Linked DNA regions of Mus musculus: region 2 is linked to region 1. The links are chromatin contacts, called in public HiChIP or PLAC-seq maps. All regions are on one chromosome and are shown on one strand. Each heading gives the region's core, a stretch centred on a gene start, on an enhancer-like site or on the middle of the called end of the contact. The rest is flanking DNA. Distances are from core to core; before and after follow the strand shown. Region 1 has its middle 39 kb from the start of Gm40816. Region 2 overlaps Commd1 (COMM domain containing 1).

The links. HiChIP or PLAC-seq counts read pairs in DNA pulled down with a chosen protein or histone mark.
Region 2: an H3K27ac HiChIP or PLAC-seq map of regulatory T cell precursor shows a contact between it and region 1, with 9 times the contacts expected there. The contact joins two enhancer-like sites. A contact is called at or near these places in 1 of 15 datasets of contacts at CTCF or cohesin (CD8 T cells), 4 of 484 Hi-C or Micro-C datasets (B cells, CD8 T cells, bone marrow-derived macrophages and 1 more), 13 of 115 datasets of contacts at active chromatin or transcription factors (the 230-238 cell line, CD8 T cells, acute myeloid leukemia and 6 more) and 1 of 9 other capture datasets (embryonic stem cells).

The regions. Positions count from the first base shown.
Region 1 is chr11:22,692,134-22,694,946 of GRCm38.p6, forward strand. No RefSeq gene overlaps it. Among named protein-coding and RNA genes, the nearest start is that of Gm40816, 39 kb to the left of the region's middle. Within about 2 kb of position 1,423, at least 112 of the 459 cell types and tissues checked have an H3K27ac peak or open chromatin away from gene starts, as enhancers often do. A contact at or near this core is called in B cells, regulatory T cells, regulatory T cell precursor and 1 more, where this site is marked.
Region 2 is chr11:22,935,141-22,937,953 of GRCm38.p6, forward strand. The region is part of intron 2 of Commd1 (COMM domain containing 1); the gene reads right to left. Among named protein-coding and RNA genes, the nearest start is that of Zrsr1, 35 kb to the right of the region's middle. Within about 2 kb of position 1,486, at least 30 of the 459 cell types and tissues checked have an H3K27ac peak or open chromatin away from gene starts, as enhancers often do. A contact at or near this core is called in B cells, regulatory T cells, regulatory T cell precursor and 1 more, where this site is marked.

The DNA of each region.
Region 1 (2,813 bases), core at 173-2,672:
ACTCCTGGTCTCTCCCTGCCTTTCTGGTACATGTTATAATTTTAGAGAAAAGACTAAATAAAATCTATAAATGTACTAATGCTAAGTTAGCTGTGAGCTTTGCCTAGGAATTGTGTGGAATCCCCTCATGTGAGGCAAGTCTTTCCCCTGCCTGACCCAAGAGCTGTAACTCTTTTACTAGTGTAGAGAAATTTTAATTCTTTGTGGTCAACTGGTTTAATAGTTTGAAAGTAGAAGGAAGGGTCACAAACATCTCTTTTTAGAATCCAGTTTCTATGGCCAGGTGTCAACACAGGGTGACAGTGACAGTTCCTCCATCTTCAAAGTTGTCAACATATCATTTTCCGATCTGTCTCTGGCCTGTTTCCATCATCTGAATCTGACCCAACCCCAACCCTACAGCGTGCCCACCCCCTTCTGCTCATGCGTGAGCCTGCTTTCCTCTCCTAAGAACCTTTTTGTTGACACTGAGTTTGCTCATGTAATCCAGTATAATCTTCTCACATCTCAAAATCCATAACTAATCACATCTGCAAAAGCCTCCTTTGCGTGTAACATGACATATTCACAGATCTGGGAGATTAGCATCATGGACATCTCCAAGGTATTTTTCTGCCTGCTATTTCAGATGCTGAAATAGTTACCAAGCCCTAGTGTGGTGACTTTTGTTGTGTAGCTCAGAAAAAAAGCCCTTGTGCTGCTTAGCTCTGAATCGGGTCTCTGCCCTGGGGAGATGACCCGATAAGGCCAGCCAAAGGGTAAATACTAGGGTGGCAATATCATAGCTGGAAACTCCCATCTGAAGCACAGCTTTGGAACCATGAAAGAAAATGACTGTAAACACCACAGCTGAGCCACAGAACTTTCTCAGAGGAGCTACACTTGGTTATAAATATAACACTAACCCAACACTCTCCTGGGTAAAGCCCCTTCATGATTCCCCCATGCTTTAGAAAAGGGAAAAAAGAAAGTCTCAGAAGAGGGTTTTTCAACCTCAACTCTGACAATGCTCTGAGCCAGGTCGTCCTTTGTGGTCAAGGGCTTTCCTGTGCATTGCTGAGACTTTATTTCCTTAGAGTGACTCACCCAGACCCCACACAGCCTTATGACACTCTGCTGGATGTCCCTAGAGGGCAGAATTGTACTCAACTGAGATGCCCTGTTCTGGAAGAGCCTCCAGGATCTGAGTCTGGCAACTGTCCAATTCTGTGCTTTCTTCTCCAGCTACCTTAGGGATGAAAGGTAAGGACTGTCTCAGCAGAGCTCACTGTCCCTCCACTTATCTACCTCTTGTCACCTAGAATTGGTTTCCTTGTGTCTGAGTCAAATGTTTCCCACTTGCCTCTGACCCCCACACACCACCCCTGCTCTGCCTATGCTGTGGCAGCCTGATCCTCTGTATATCCCTCTTCATAACTGCCTAACCACAGACTCACTTCTTAGGAACTGTGCCCCTAGCACTGCATGATGGGTACACGTTGTTGCCCAATCTACTGCTGCACCACATCAGACAACCAAGACAGGAATCAAAGTGTGAAGAATGGCGGGTGAATCAGCCCCTAAGGAAAGAAATGAATTTTGCTAGTGATGGCTGGCCCTACTACAGTTAGTAGGTAACTTGAGTATGATTTGGGAAAGTCTTCTGAAGACAGTGAGCCCAGGGTTCCTACACATCAGGACTCCTTTCCACCAGGACTTCTGTCCAATTACGGCCTCCCTGTGGGAAAGTCAGCACCATGAACTTGGTACCTAGCAATGGTCCACTGAGAGAGGATGTCAGCTCAGTTGTAGCTCTCCCAAATCAGAGACATCAAGATCCTAGGATGTTCCTTCTGTGTTGCCTACCCAACCTGGGTCAGGGATACACAACAGCACAAAGACCTCATGCCACAGAAACTAAGCAAAGCTCATTGGATGACCCCAGTTTAAAAGAAAGAAACCTCAGACTCTAAAATGGAACCTTCTGGACAAGACTAAAATTACAAGGGCCTGTCTCCGAGGGCACTGCCAGAGTTTCCCAGGACATGAGGTTAGTTCTCCTGCTTCCCCATGTGGGGGCGCAGCAGGCTTCACCCCATTCCTCACAGGTTCCCAAATATAAGCACCTGCATCCCACAAGACATCAGTATCTGAGTTAAGTGTCCTAACTTTGGTCAAGATATTGACAAATATATAATTGTTGCATTATTATTCATTTAATATTCCTTTAGATATGTATATATGTGTATATATTTTACCTATATATGTGTATATATATCCTTAGATATGTATATATGTATTATAGCAATTCTGATTATATAACTAACATGTTCATTGTAAAAAATAAAGATGTTAAGCAACTCAAAAAATAAATTTTAAAAGCACCTTTTCTACATCTCTTTAACCAAATAGACACACAATGTGACTTTTACATACCAAGCAAATGAATTAAAAAAAAAAAAAAAACAGATTGTATCTGCATGGTTTGGTCAGTTTCAAGAATTGCATGGCTAAACTTTTCTGTATCATCCAATTCTGTGTCTTTGGAAGACTTAAAGCTTCTAGACATCTCTGAGGACCTCTCACATTCTGTGAAGAAGGCAGGAAAGGGAGGCCACAAGTGCCAGGCCAGAGGGCTCCACTCATGACAGCACGGTGTTCCAGCCTTCTGCTCAGCACGGGATCCTTCTAGTCCTGGGAAGACTCTACTGGCACGGCAGGCTAGGGCACAAGGTTCCCGTCTCCCAGAGGCATCTCTCTGGCCTCCTGAGATGAATGTACTCTGTTATGTAGAGTCAGAGCTGAAAAGGTGGGTCCAGTATCCTCCTCTTCTA
Region 2 (2,813 bases), core at 236-2,735, 240 kb after region 1:
TGTGCTTCTCACTAACTAGGATTTGAGAAAATAATCAACAATCTATTTATTATTCTTTCTCCCCACATAATACATAATATGTATGGGTATCAGGCTATTATGTATAGAAAATATTACTGTTAGGTCCCAGATCTTTCAGATGCTGCTCCAAAGGGATTTACGGACTTGACCACACCCGTACCCAGACGCAGCCTTTCTGTTCTCATAGCTCTCACAAGAGCTGCCTCGACTGCACTATGACCAAGTCCTTACAGACAGCAGAGCCCCAAACAGCCCAGTGCTACACTACCACAGTCTCCCCAATGCCTCCTCAGCCCAGATCTAGGAATGTTCCTGAGCCTTTAAACAGCCACTTCAGCCAGAAGTATAAATAAACATTGTGTTTCTAGGTCTACCTGAATGATATCAGATGACCTTGGACCATCTCCTACTCATGCACAGCCCCCTTGCCCTTACTCTCTCACCAGGGCCTTAAAAGAACAGAGTCTGCTCTGCTTGAGCAGGCTCAGCTTCATTGAAGACCTTGCTGTTTGTTCTGACAACTCTAATAAACCTTTTGCCTGATGGTCAATCTAATTCTCATTCATATTCATATTCTCCCCCACTCCCCGCCTCTCCAGCCCTAGAATCTAATAAGCATTACATTCTAGCACAAGTTCTATACCACTGATGACCCTGTTGAGCTTCGACCTGGGAAACCTAGCATATTACTACACACTTTAAGTTGGAGGAAGACTACAAGCTCAACAGCAGACCATTCTCTGACCGTGTCAATTGGCAGGTATCCTGCCCTGAGGCCAAGAGGAAAGGAGCAGGCAAAACAGTCCCGGAATTAAGTCCGACCTGGAGAGTTCGGTTTTTTACCTCCGTTTTTGTCTAACTGTACTTGTGTAAACCCTTTTCCTCATCAACTGTAAATATAAACATACAGTTTTCTCTCAGTTTTAGGTCTTCATTTCTGAGATATACTTTTATGGATTTCTGTTGTTAGTCTTCTTTTTAATTTTTTTTTAAATTGGAGTATGAGCCATGTACCTAGCAGTGAGTGAGGAAACATTTTGCCTTTTGTACTCAGAAGTCACATCCCTTCCAAGGCTCTCTGGGAATTGGAGCCTAACAAGAGCTGCTGAAGGTGAGATGGGGAAGTCCCTTGACTAAGCTACAGAAATTAGTTCATTCATGCTCATCTTTATATTTGGGAAATTAATGGTTAACATTGGCTCATTCTTACTTTGTTTAGAAAGCAAGTACTATTATTCAGTACTCTGCTGAGAGCAGTGGGTGTGGCAGCAACAGTAGGAGACTGAAAAGTTCGACCTTCTTTGCATCTGATATGGAGTTCAACTGAGGACTGCAGCAATAACATCAAATCTGTAGAGATTTCATCTTGATTTGCATCCCCATCAGTCATTATGTAAGGAAAGCACCTGTAGTCAAATTTCCCCTCCCCACCCCCGGGGTTAGGCATTTTCATAACCATGGAGACAGTTGCCCTTCCTCCTCCATCTACCTAATAGATATGTAAATGTTAAACAAAGCTCTCAGTAAGTGTCAGAGTGTGGGGGAGGAGTCTTACAAGTCATTTTAGGAAATAACTGTGAAATCAGAAATGATAAGTAATTCAAGAATCTACTGTGTTCTCTCCAATTTTATCTTTCAAAAGAAATAAGGACAAGTACTGTCATGTCAATTCAAATTAAACCTAAGTGATGTTAGTTTCATCAGCTATAATCAGCCACACTGAGTGGGAAATTCTGCTGCAGTTCTCTCGTGGGTGGTAAATGGAAAGATCCAGCACAGGCACCTGGGCACGCCAGCCCCCTTATACTGCAGCAGCTACTTCCTGTTCTTATTCCTCTCTTCTCTATTCCCTTTTGCAGCTTTTAAATTGTACTTTAGTAATTAAAGTGGGCAGCAGAATCCAAATCTCCACCGAGTTGTTTAGTTACAGCTATTGTTTCTCCTAAATTATTCCAGAAATATTGGAATCAAAGGCAACTTGGAGCTGCAGTTCTCTGTCACTGTTAAGGTGTTCAGAGTGCCCTTGCTGCACTTCTCTAGGGCGTGGCAACTGCAGGGGTAAATTAGTTTTGATTCATGTATTTTGAATCTTGGAAGTCTATTAATTAAATTAGATTTACCATATACTTGCCAGGTAAAATCAGAAAATATTTTTGCAATGGTGAGTTCTTCAACAATGGATGGATGGATGGATGGATGGATGGGTAGATAGATAGATGAGCCAGATGTGGTGGCGCAAGCCTATAATCCTCACAGTTGGGAAGCAGAGGTAAATCAGGAGCTACATAGAAAGGCTATTCTGAAATACATGACACCATCTTTTTATTTTTTTTAAATATTTATTTATTTATTTATTTAATGTATGTGAGAACACTGTTGCTGTCTTCAGACACACCAGAAGAGGGCATCTGATCTCATTACAGATGGTTGTGAGCCACCATGTGGTTGCTGGGAACTGAACTCAAGACCTCTGGAAGAGCAGTCAGTGCTCTTAACCACTGAGCCATCTCTCCAGCCCAGCATGACACCATCTTAAAAGTAATAGGTTTAATAATATTATCTTTGTTAAAGTAACTATAGTCATTAGTTTCTGAAATCACAATTACCAACATCTCCTGAAAGATACCTCTTAAAAATGTTGGATAAATAAAACACATATTTTTTTTTTAAATAGATGGAGAAGAAACACACACACACAAAGCATAAACCTAGAGGGCGGGGCCTGAAAATCAACAGTTCTTGATCACACATCTGAAGACCAAGCCTGGGGCCCATACACAATGGGTGATGGA